Linked DNA regions of Mus musculus: all the other regions are linked to region 2. The links are chromatin contacts, called in public capture Hi-C and promoter capture Hi-C maps. All regions are on one chromosome and are shown on one strand. The core of a region is the stretch at or near the end of the contact, and the rest is flanking DNA. Distances in the headings are between cores, read along the strand shown.

What was found. Promoter capture Hi-C pulls out the DNA fragments that hold promoters and counts their contacts. Capture Hi-C pulls out chosen DNA fragments and counts their contacts.
Region 1: a promoter capture Hi-C map of liver shows a contact between it and region 2, with 4 times the contacts expected there. The contact joins the promoter of Akr1c14 here to the promoter of Akr1c12 in region 2. A contact is called at or near these places in 11 of 39 promoter capture datasets (the 3T3-L1 cell line, 3T3-L1-derived adipocytes, the HPC-7 cell line and 6 more), 1 of 484 Hi-C or Micro-C datasets (liver) and 3 of 9 other capture datasets (adipose tissue, liver and pancreatic islet).
Region 3: a contact with region 2 is called in a capture Hi-C map of macrophages, with 5 times the contacts expected there. The contact joins the promoter of Akr1c18 here to the promoter of Akr1c12 in region 2. A contact is called at or near these places in 23 of 39 promoter capture datasets (the 3T3-L1 cell line, the C10 cell line, the HPC-7 cell line and 13 more), 6 of 15 datasets of contacts at CTCF or cohesin (the G1E-ER4 cell line, embryonic stem cells, pro-B cells and 1 more), 141 of 484 Hi-C or Micro-C datasets (the 3T3-L1 cell line, 3T3-L1-derived adipocytes, 8-cell embryo and 66 more), 14 of 115 datasets of contacts at active chromatin or transcription factors (DN3 thymocytes, the NIH/3T3 cell line, acute myeloid leukemia and 8 more) and 4 of 9 other capture datasets (adipose tissue, embryonic stem cells, liver and 1 more).
Region 4: a promoter capture Hi-C map of liver shows a contact between it and region 2, with 6 times the contacts expected there. The contact joins the enhancer-like site here to the promoter of Akr1c12 in region 2. A contact is called at or near these places in 12 of 39 promoter capture datasets (the 3T3-L1 cell line, cranial neural crest, embryonic stem cells and 6 more), 2 of 484 Hi-C or Micro-C datasets (cranial neural crest and liver) and 1 of 9 other capture datasets (liver).

Annotation. Positions count from the first base shown.
Region 1 is chr13:4,058,177-4,061,098 of GRCm38.p6, forward strand. Akr1c14 (aldo-keto reductase family 1, member C14) reads left to right here and starts at 1,415. Exons shown (of 9, transcript NM_134072.2): 1 at 1,415-1,539. The coding sequence starts at 1,456.
Region 2 is chr13:4,278,074-4,280,773 of GRCm38.p6, forward strand. Akr1c12 (aldo-keto reductase family 1, member C12) reads right to left here and starts at 1,326. Exons shown (of 9, transcript NM_013777.2): 1 at 1,200-1,326. The coding sequence starts at 1,283.
Region 3 is chr13:4,149,252-4,151,951 of GRCm38.p6, forward strand. It overlaps Akr1c18 (aldo-keto reductase family 1, member C18), which reads right to left and starts at 1,395. Exons shown (of 9, transcript NM_134066.3): 1 at 1,264-1,395. The coding sequence starts at 1,347.
Region 4 is chr13:4,033,836-4,036,703 of GRCm38.p6, forward strand. No RefSeq gene overlaps it. Among named protein-coding and RNA genes, the nearest start is that of Akr1c14, 24 kb to the right of the region's middle. Within about 2 kb of position 1,401, at least 4 of the 459 cell types and tissues checked have an H3K27ac peak or open chromatin away from gene starts, as enhancers often do. A contact at or near this core is called in liver, where this site is marked.

The DNA of each region.
Region 1 (2,922 bases), core at 165-2,664, 220 kb before region 2:
CACTGGGCAAGTAGGAGGGACTTCTGGGTTGGATGGACAAAAATAGGTGGCAGGAGAGAGTTAGACCCTCTTTGGAATGGGACAGCAGACAGGTAAGATGTAGTTGCTAGAGTTTCTGGTATCATGGCAAATTTGCAAGGAATTGGATTTTTTAAAAAAAAAATGTATTTATTATTATAAATAAGTACAGTGTAGCTGTCTTCAGGTGCACCAGAAGAGGGCATCAGATCTCGTTACAGGTGGTTGTGAGCCACCATGTGGTTGCTGTGATTTTAACACTGAGCCTTCTGAAGAACAGTCAGTGCTCTTATCTCAGCCAGTAATTGGATTTTACTTTTTTTTTTTTTTTTTTTTTTTTTTTTAGTTTTTCGAGACAGGGTTTCTCTGTGTAGCCTTGGCTGTCCTGGAACTCACTCTGTAAACCAGGCTGGCTAGTTTACAAGATTAGGTTTTAGTTGTTGCACCCAGAGATTGAGTTACCATTGTTTCTGAACTGAGTTTGTGTTGCGTTTTCCTTCACTCGGTGGCTCATATGGGTTCAAGAAAGGTATGGTGGCAAAGCATGGGATTGCCAGATGTGCACCACAAAGGCATGGGGGATTTGAAGCACGGGGTTGGCGTGGTAGCAACTGCCAGTGGGAACCCGAGAGCTGGGTGGAGAGATTGTGGAGTTTTGAGTCAGTCTCCACAAGATAGAAACAGGCTGGCTGTTGCCCACCAGTGCATGGTCAGCCAGGCCGCTGGGGCAGAGGCACAAGAGTAGGAACGTGCCAGTTCATTTTTTAAATATTTCCTGCAACAGAGCTTTATTTAGGACAGACAAAATCATATCATTTGCACCAAAACGAATGGACTAGGTGAAAATCATCTTGTTAAACATAAAATCCCCAACTCAGAAAGGCAAATAGCTTGTGTGTTCCCCACAGATGGTGTTTGGTTTTTGAAAAAAGACATAAAAGGAGAAGAGACTATTTAGGGGGCCAGAGAGGGAACAGGAGGGGCAGTGGGTAAGCTTGATCAAGAAACATTGTGTCTGGGTGGAAATGTCACAATGAGACTTTTACTGTTTAGAAAGTAAAGAAGAGATACTCTTTTCAAATGAAAACCAGAGCCCAGTAGCTGAAGTTACTTTCTAGGTAACCTGTGATTGATTGCTGTCCATCAGTTTCCCCTTAACAATTTACACAATTAAGCATGGACTGTGAACAGAACCTTTTCTTCTACAAGAAATTCATGGTTTCATTTTCATGCTTTCTTGATTTATTGGAGTTCACTCTCATACACATGCAGACAGCCTCCAGTTTTTGTCTCTGGACTATTGCTTTAAGCTGGCTCCTCCCACATGCCATTGTTTAACTTTCCAGGAGATATTTAAGGAGCTGTAGCAATTTTCCTGGCGTTTATCCTGTGAAAACAGAAGTCTCAAGACCTGCGTGGTTGCATGAGTAACAAGCTATGAATTCTGTATCCCCACGTGTGGTACTAAACGATGGTCACTTCATCCCTGCACTGGGGTTTGGAACCACTGTGCCCGATAAGGTAAGAGTTGTGTCTTGGGCTTAAGAGTTTATAGGAGAAGAGATCAAGGATGTGCTTTTAGATTTGCTCCTGTTTGCTTCAGGCTCACATTAGACATCAGGTCTGCAGATTACAGCTATTCATGTGTAATAGAGGAGTCAGACTTGTTACTGTTCCTTGGAGACTTATCATGTGGACAATATTGTTTATTCTGGGCTCTGCTCTGTTTCTCCTTTAGTTTCAGTCTATTTTACAGTAAATGAAAACCAATCAGTACTACTGCTGTGCTTTGAATTGATTACAAAAGGATTAGTGACATGGATTTTTTTTTCTTTCTGTGCTTCAAATAACTATTCCTCTCAGAAGCCAGAAAACAAATTTGTAGTAGAACTTATTGGAGTTTATGACAAATGATCAGACAAAGAGCAGAGTCTGAGTCCACAGCACAAACTTCAGACCTGCACTGAAGTAGAATTTCTTTCCTACTTTCACTTTAGAAGCATTTACCTAAAAAGAAAATAGAACACTATTTTTGGGGTTAATTATAATTTAACAAAGCAACTCTAAATCCTTGCTCCATGATCCCATTCATGACATTTGAATCAAAATACAACAGGAGGTTTTCCTGGGGAAATGTTTTCATTCTGATCTCATCCTCTGGTTACTTACTCAGTGCGTGGCAAAGACTGGCACTGCAAGCTTAAGTCGCAATTTTCTCATGCAGAAGACATGATCATAGAGATACTTTGACCTCTTCTGATAAGAATTTTTACTTAGCATGCATGCTTGAAAGAGAGGTAAGGAGCAAAGATATCACAGCAGCTCTAGTTTCAGTAAATCTGTAGGAGTCAGTACAGTTTAGAGAAGGGCAGGGCTGCGTTGTGTAAACTGGAACTCAGTGTTTGAGCTCAGTGGTTAAGAGCACTGGCTCCTGTGGCAGAGGAACTAGGTTCAAGTCCTGGCACCCTCATGGTGGCTTACAACTGTCTGTAATTCCAGGTCCAGGAGATTCAAAATCCTCTTCTTGTCTCTGCTGACACCAGGCAACATAGACATGCAGGCTGGCAAAACACTTAAGATAAAATAGTGTTTTTAAATGGAAAACTAAATTATACTATTTTACGTAGATTGAATACATTAGAGAAAACAATTCCTGAAACATTTTGTCGGGCCTTTGATGAATTGAGTCTGATTGGTCCCTGGGCTCACAGGGCAGAAGAGAAAAGGTACACACAGGACTTCCTTAGATATTCAGATCACACACAAAAACATGCTCTCTCTCTCTCTCTCTCTCTCTCTCTCATGTGCATGTGCACAAATAACAAAAATAGAAAAATTAGAAAAATTTTATAACTCATCTTCATTCTTGTTATTGTCTTTGTTGGTAAGATGAATCAGATCCAG
Region 2 (2,700 bases), core at 76-2,575:
TTATACATGGGAGATCTTACTTAGTTCTTGTAAACATCCACTGTGAGATGCTGATAGCTACCCTGAAACAAAACCAAAGTATTTGCAAATATTTGTTTCAGGCCTTAGTCTCCTACATTGGTTCCCAACCTTCCTAATGCTGCAACTCTTTAATTCATTGCCTCATGTTGTGGGGACCCATAAAATGATTTTGTTGCTACTTCATACTGTAATTGTGCTACTGTTATGCATCATAATGTAAATATCTGATGGCCAGGATATCTTATATGCAAACTTTTGGAAATCCAAAAGAGTTCCAACTCACAGATTGAGAACCACTGATCTACAGGAAGCCACCCTGAGTTACCATGTTCATTTCTGGCACCTTTCCTTTTTGGAATGAAAATTGGTGCTGTAGATTGTGGACATAAACATAAGTCCCCTCCCACACTGCAACCAAGACAGCTGTTGGGCAATCTGGTGACTTTATTCTCCTGTATCAATCTGTGAAGCATGGATACAGGAAAAGCATAGTGCCCAGAATTGTTAGGTGATGGGTCTGTCACTTTAAGCCTGGAGCTCACAGCCAAGTTCTCTCTTAGAGCTGATGGGCTTTGGATGGGAACAGTAAACTCACAAGCAGGCCTAGGCCAGAAAAGTAAATCCAAGAAAAAAAAACAAAACCAAAACCAAAAAAACAACAAAAAGGACACAGCCACATCCTGCCAAGCCCAGATTCCCTAGCTGACAGCAAGAATAACAGGGAAGATAAGCAAACATTTTCCCTGTCTCTGTAGTCACTGACTGAGTAATAGCAAGTATCCCAGTGCCACTGAGGCATGTACCCAAGAGCTTCAATATATGCTACACTATCAACTGCCACCAGGGAAAAATGTCTTTAGAGTTTAGCCTTTCCTATGTTCCCTATAAGCATGCCTCCCTATGGACTGACCAGGAACACGGATCTTTTTCCCAGAAAAAAAGCAAGCATGTTTATAGACCCCGTTCTTTTGCCTGAATCCTCATGCACCCTCCCATGGAACCAGCTCAGTCTCTTACCCATAGCCACCAATTACAGCTGTTACTGTAACCTCTATTTAATAAGAAAAGTCAACAAGTGGGGACACAATCAGACACCGATGCAGGGCAAATCTAACTATCTGCTCTCTTGTACATAGATTAGCTCTAGCCTGGAGATACTGAGAATTCTGTATTCTTACCTCCTTGGGTTTATAGGTGCCAAAGCCCAGGGCAGGAATTAAGTGGCCATCGTTTAGTTTGACATAGTGCTGTTTGGAGCTCATTGTCTCTCACTCCCCTGGCTAAGCACTTCCTGAGTCTTCTGTTGCCCTGAAGCGGAAGTGGGTAAACATTGTATATCAACTTCCTGTCAAATGGTTAGCAAGGGACATTCCCTTTCTGAAAGTTAGCCATGCCTACTCACTGGCTAATGTTTAACTATCTGCTATCCAGCTAATGATTAATCAGTGCTACTGTCTAGCTAATGGTTAACAGTACTGTTGTGTGCCTACTGTTTAAATACTACTATCGTCTCTCTAATGGACACCAACTCAAGGGAGGAGTCAGAAATTTAAAGCAGTATTCCACAAATAAGAACGCAAGCCACTCATTTTCATATGATGGATGAATTTCAAATAAAGTACTATATAATGATAAAGCATTTGTTTTCTGTGTTTTTTCTCTTGTTTATCTCATATATTATATATTATTAGAGAAGAGATTAATTGGATAATTTTGATACTGAAGACATTTATTTTCATTTGGCCAGTATGAAGCCTCTACTTGATCATGCATCACTGAAAATAATGATCTACTGCATACCATACAACATAATTAGCAAAGAAGCCACAATTGAGTTCTTAAAATGATAGGGACACACTCCCCTCACAATATTTCAACCCAAAAATTGCCCTATCTACAAGAAATATCAGGACAAAGATGAAAGAGGGACTAAGGGAATGGCCAAGGAATACCCGGTGCAACTTGAGACCTATCACATGGGCAAGCACCAATCCCTGACACTATTAACGATACTCTGTTATGCTTGCAGATAGGAAGCTAGCATAATTGACCTCTGAGAGGCTTAATCTAGCATCTGAGTGAGACAGATGCAGAGGCCCACAGACAAACATTGGATGGAGCTCAGGCACTCTTGTGATTATTTGTGTGGGGGAGAATTGAGCATCCTGAAGGGGGTAGAAATCCTATATTAAGATCAACAAGGCCAACTAATCTGGACCCTTGGGGGGCTCTCAGAGATTGAACTACCAACCAAAGAGTCTGGCTAGACCTATCCCCCTCCCCCCACATATGTAGTAGTTGTTCAGCTCCATCTTCATGTGGGTCCCCCCAATAACTAGAGCAAATCTATCCCTAAAGGTTTTTTGTGGAATCTGTCCCCCCAACTGGGTTACCTTCTCTCACTTCAGTAGGAAAGGATGCACCTAGCCTTGCAAAAACTTGATGTGCCTGGGTCGGGGGATATCCAGGATACATCCACCCTCTCAGAAGCGAAAGGGAGGGGAAAGGGACTTTGCAAAGGACTGAGGGTACTGTAGTGTGGTCCAGGGGCAGAGTCAGCAGTCAAGATGTAAAGTGAATATGTAAATTATTTACTGAAAAAGAAAAACCTCATGAACTGAATTTAGTCTTCTCAGAATTTTATTTAAAAAGTAATCAACAATTAAAGTTGAAAAGTTT
Region 3 (2,700 bases), core at 145-2,644, 130 kb before region 2:
ACTTTTTCAGTTTCTACTTATAAAAAAGGACATGTGACAATTGTTTTTCTGTGTCTGGACAGTTCATGTAGCACAATATCCCAGAGTTCCATCTATTCAGCTGCAGATAACAGATAGTTACTTTTCTGTATGCATAGTGGCCTAATATCTGTATATGTGTATAGGCGTGTGTGTGTGTGTGTGTGTGTGTGTGTGTCTATTTGTCGGCTTATCCGTCTATCTGTCTGTCTCATGTTTTCTTTTATATTTCATTAGATGCTGCACACTGAATTGATCCATGTATCAATTATTGTAAATAATGCCATAATGAATGTTAATATCTATTTGCTCTACTCAGTATACTTATTATTTACATATATGCAAAAATGGGATGTCCAAGTGATATCTACTTTTAGTAGTTCTGTAGGAAACTAAAACAAGTTGTGGCATTGGCATACAAATGGACACACAGGAGAATGGAATGGAATCGATTTCATCTACATGAGTCCATGGTCCAGAGTGATTCTCAACAAAGGCATGGAGGCAAGGATAAGAAACAGCACAGGCTTTTCAACCAGTGACACTATGACCTCTGTGTGTCCTCACACAGAGGGCAGAAATGTGGCTATAGTTCCTTACCTGGTATACATATCAATCAAAACGAACAAAAGACGTTTGTATGAGACCTGAGATGGTAAAACCACCAGAAAGAACATGAAGGAATCTCTTTAAAACATTGCATAGGCAATTTTTGGATATGTCCTTCAAAGCACAAGACACAACAGCAAAAGCAGACAAATGATAGTATATCAAGTTAAGAATCTTTCAATTCATGGTAGAAACAGTCAATAGAGTAATGAAACCAACTACAGAACAGGAAAAAACCTGTCATCCAATTATTTCATAAAGACTAATACACATAGCTTATATCAAACTCAGAATAACAAAAAAAGTAAACAAAAATGCATGAGTTGGTTGAATAAACATATTTCAATGGTTAACAAATAAAATGTTTGTGTAATATATATCATCAGATAATGATGTTAACTAAGTTTCAAATTTTCTCCTTTTCTCAGAAGCAGATCGACACTGAAGGAAGACCCCAAAACCAGAATAGTTAGTGATTACATGATCAAACCTTAGTAGAACCCACCCAGTCTGCCTCTCTTCTACATAGCACAGCTCTAATCTGGTGGAGCAGAGCAGCAGGAGTCCACCAAAATTCCACAGGAATTGATAAATTTCATTCTTTTAGGCCCTTAATCCCCAAACCTTTTTTATTACCTCTTCAGTTGCATAGGTGCCAAAGCCCAGGACAGGAATGGAGTGACCATCATTTAATTCTATCTTCTGAATTTTGGAATTCATTCTCAGCCACTGCTCTGACCTAGAAGATTCTCTCTCTTCCTCTGCTTTCACAAGCCAGCGAACAAGTGCAAATTATAGCCCCAAGTGAATGAGTAATCAGCAGTCAATGGCACGGGGGCGGAGTGAGCTCTTACAGCATTCTACTTGTGAGGAAAGAGTTGGCACCAGACCGTTTATTCTCATACAGAAGAGAATTTGCTACAACATCCTACATAGTGACACATACATGACTTTATGTAATGAATGTTGTTACTAGAATACTCCACACAGTATTTTAAGTTGCTTTATGAGAGACCGAGGGATTGCTGACAATGTCTAGAGTGGAAAGTTTGAGGTGCCTATTGTTCTGTTCTCCATTGCTATGAAGACATACACTATGTACATACACTATGTGGCATAGCAAAGTAGCTCAGAAACCCAAATTGGCGATCGCTGTTTCTTTTCCATTTTAATTTGCCTCATTTTTTTTTCTAGAGATACTGTCTATGAAACCCTTCCTACTACTTTTCTATAACTTTCTACTACCATTTTTCTAGCCAGAATGATCCCCAGTTCTGTGTGAAGGTAATTGGGGTGCCTTGCTCCCTTGTTTACTTTTCTCTTCTGTTATCCCCTTTCCGTATTTTGCAGTTTTAATGCAGTTTTCCTTTTCTGCGGTTTATGCTTCTGAGAGAAATGAAGAGTTGGAGACATATCATTACACCTTCTCATGTAGAACATATGGGAGAGTGAAGTGAAATTTGAGGTTGGTGGATTTAACAAAAGGTGACATAAAACAGGTTATACCAGTGATTAAATGCTGTAGAATTAAACAAACACATTTGTTAATCCACACGGAAAACTATAACATTGCCAAAAGCTACATTCAGAAGAGGTTTTATGTATCTAAAATACTGGTGTTGAGGTGGTATATACATTCACTGAGAGCAGTTTGTCATATCCATGAACAAATAGCTAGGTTAATGTTTAAGAGACAAATGTGTCATCACTATATTGTGTTAAAAAATTCCACCCACAAAATCATGTTAGGGAAATATAAAGATAGATCTTTTAGTTTCTTGCATTCAACACTATGGAAAATATCTTCACTGTTCACAAATATTTAGGAGAGGATTCTGCCATTTAGCAGTTTAGGAATAAAGCTTTGAATCATACTCTGTTGCAATTTCTGAGGAGACACTGCGCTGTCCTAACTGGTTTGGTCACTTTAGAGCAACCTGTCCTAGACGCATTAACTCGGATTTGTAGAGAAAATTCCTTATCTTCAAACAAGCTTTCCATTCATCTTCAAATCACAGACATTTCTTCCCCTGAGACACTGTACTAAAGAGATAACATAATCACAAACATAAT
Region 4 (2,868 bases), core at 151-2,650, 240 kb before region 2:
AATCAGGAATTTGTCACGGGAAAACACAGAGTGCTTTTGGTTTCTTGCTCTTTCTGGTCAGTTTTTTCTTCTAAACTCCAAGTTGAAAGAGCAAAGTATAAACTATGTAGGCATCACCTTAGGTGATGCTTCTTGCTCACTTAGAAAAAAATGTTATAATTCACTGTGAAGAAGGAAGCAAATTCTCATTCTGCCGATTTTTACAATAGGCCTGTGTTGACTATTGGGTTTTTCTTGTGTCTAGAATGAGTCTTTTCTTCCTTGGCCACTACTACTCTGTGGTCAGGGCCATACTAGTGCCTAACATCTCATGCAGTGGAGCCTCGTTTCTGTTTAGTTTCACAGCTGAACCAAAGAAAAGTCAAAGGGTATACTCATTAAATTTATATCTGATACAATTCTGGCATAAAATACACAATAAAAGGCAAAAATCTGACTCTGCCAAGAGATGGGAATGGACTGTAATAACAAGATAAATTATAGTGCTATTGGAAAAGCACTTGCAGAATTTTAAGGTGAGGAAGTGCAACATAACTGTAACCCTGAAGAAAGTGCTGCTTCGAGTTTTCTGATCCGAGCTGAGTTTTTGAATCAATTTGGAGTATAATTCATCAGCATGTGTTTTTGAGCTACATTAGTTTATGATAGTACAATGTGAGGCAATGCAGGAGGGCATAATGAATTGTATCTAATGAGGCTGTGGGAGTCATGAAGAACCTGAGGCTCATGAACATATGTTGAGCACAACAAGCAAAGGTACATACTAGGTTAGTAGTGACTGTGATAGAGGAGAGAGGGCTCTTCTGGAAAGAGGCAACTATTTCAACAAAGGCAACAATCAGAACTTTATCTATTAAAGAAGCAAAATAAGAGAGTCTGAATTTTAAATAAAGATATACCACAGAGAAGAAGATAATTAAAGGAATTTTGATGTTTTGTGAGCTCAGGCCCAGACATCAAACTTTGAGAAATTCTATATTGTATTTTTTTTTTTTTGGTATGGTTCTTTAAAACAAATAGAAGGTGAGGAAGGGAACAGGTTCTGTAGCAGAATTTCATGTTTAAAGACAAACACCATGGTGATAATTTTGCATCTTATAATAAAGTCTGGTATAAATTAATTATTGGGGTAGACTGTCACAGTTAGCTTTTCAGTTTAGGAGCTGAAAAATCCAATGTCTTCTAATATGTAAACTTTCTGTGTGTGTTTCCTGTAAGATATTTCTATAGAGTCACAAAGGGATTACAAGAAAGTCAATGGACTCACTCCAACTTTATTTTAGAGCCTTTGTAATCTTGTCCCTGCCTTTCTTGACAGAAAGAAAGAGTGCTGGAGCCTTGCCTTCTATTCAGCTCAGGTGAGTCAAGGGAAGAAAGGACAGAGTCCAATTGGCTGGGCTGTGGGTACCATGGATCTCAAACACAGTTGTTCAGTGAAGCTGAATGATGGACACGTGATGCCAATGCTTGGACTTGGAACGTTTGCTTCGGATCTTTTGGAACTAAAGGGTTGGATATTACCTACCCTGGAAGTAATTCCAGAAAGCAGGAGAGCTGTATCTGGTGGATGATTTTTCTGCATGTGGCCTGCTCAATTGTGTGTCTTGTAAGACTTTATTTGTCCAGCTAAGTTTGTTTCCTTGGAGGAACACAAACACAGGATATCAGATTAAATCATTAAAATATACACTGATTGAAATTTGAGGAAAATTTGTAAATACTATTATCCTGACTTTGCCTCTCAACAGCAGCCTTGTGAGGTATGGTCCTTGTCCTGGAAACAGTAGCTGGTCAGATGGGTATTGCCAGCTCTCTGGGCATCTGCTACTCTCTCACTGTGGTTTTTCTGGATATGGACCTAGCATCCCGCTCTTCAATCCTTCCAGTTTGGATGCAGACAAAGGGACAGATTCATATAACTTTTCCTACATGCAAAATTAGTGGATACGGTTTTGCCAGTAAGGACAAATAGTAGAATAAATAAACTAGTGTATAGGATGGTGAATAGGAAGGAATAAATACCCATATTACTAGTCAGGAGTATCATCTATGATGGCCATACTTTTGTTTTTGAAGGAGCGTTTACTAAGTATTTACAGGCAAAAGTAAAGGAATGAATTATGGAAGGGAAATAGAAACAGATATATAGCAAAATATCATTAAATCAGGGGACTACCAAACATCTAGTAGGAATGAATTATGAGAGTCCTATGGAGGTAGCCAGCTGGAATTTTCCTGTTGCAAGTCCACCATTGGCAGAATGAAGTACCCCCTTGGGTGAGGCTTCCAAGTAACTGAACCAATAGCAGCAGATGGAGATGACATAATCAAATTGTATGCAGGAACCCACAAACCACTGGAACAGTTGGGGTAGTAAGTTGGAGTTCTTGATTTAGCTTTCTCTCCTCATGGATGAACTTCCCCTTCATATCACTTTTCTTCTTCTTCTTCTTCTTCTTCTTCTTCTTCTTCTTCTTCTTCTTCTTCTTCTTCTTCTTCTTCTTCTTCTTCTTCTTCTTCTTCTTCTTCTTCTTCTTCTTCCTCTTCCTCTTCTTCTCCTCCTCCTCCTTCTCTCCTCCTCCTTCTCCTTCTCTTTCTACTTTTTCTCCTCCTTCTCTTTCTTTTCCTTCTCCTTCCCCTCCTCCTACCCCTCTTCTCCTCCTTTTTCTTCTTCCTCTTCCACTTCCTTGTCTCCTCACAGTAGTGATTTTCATATCATGGGATAAACAACAGCCACTTCTGACTGAAATGTTTTATGTGCTAGCTGTTTTTAAGACACGTGTTTTCAATACCGTTAGCTGCTTGAGTTTTTTCCTATTCATGGTACAAAGCCAGTGGGTCAACCTGACCTGGAGCAGAGAGTTTGGG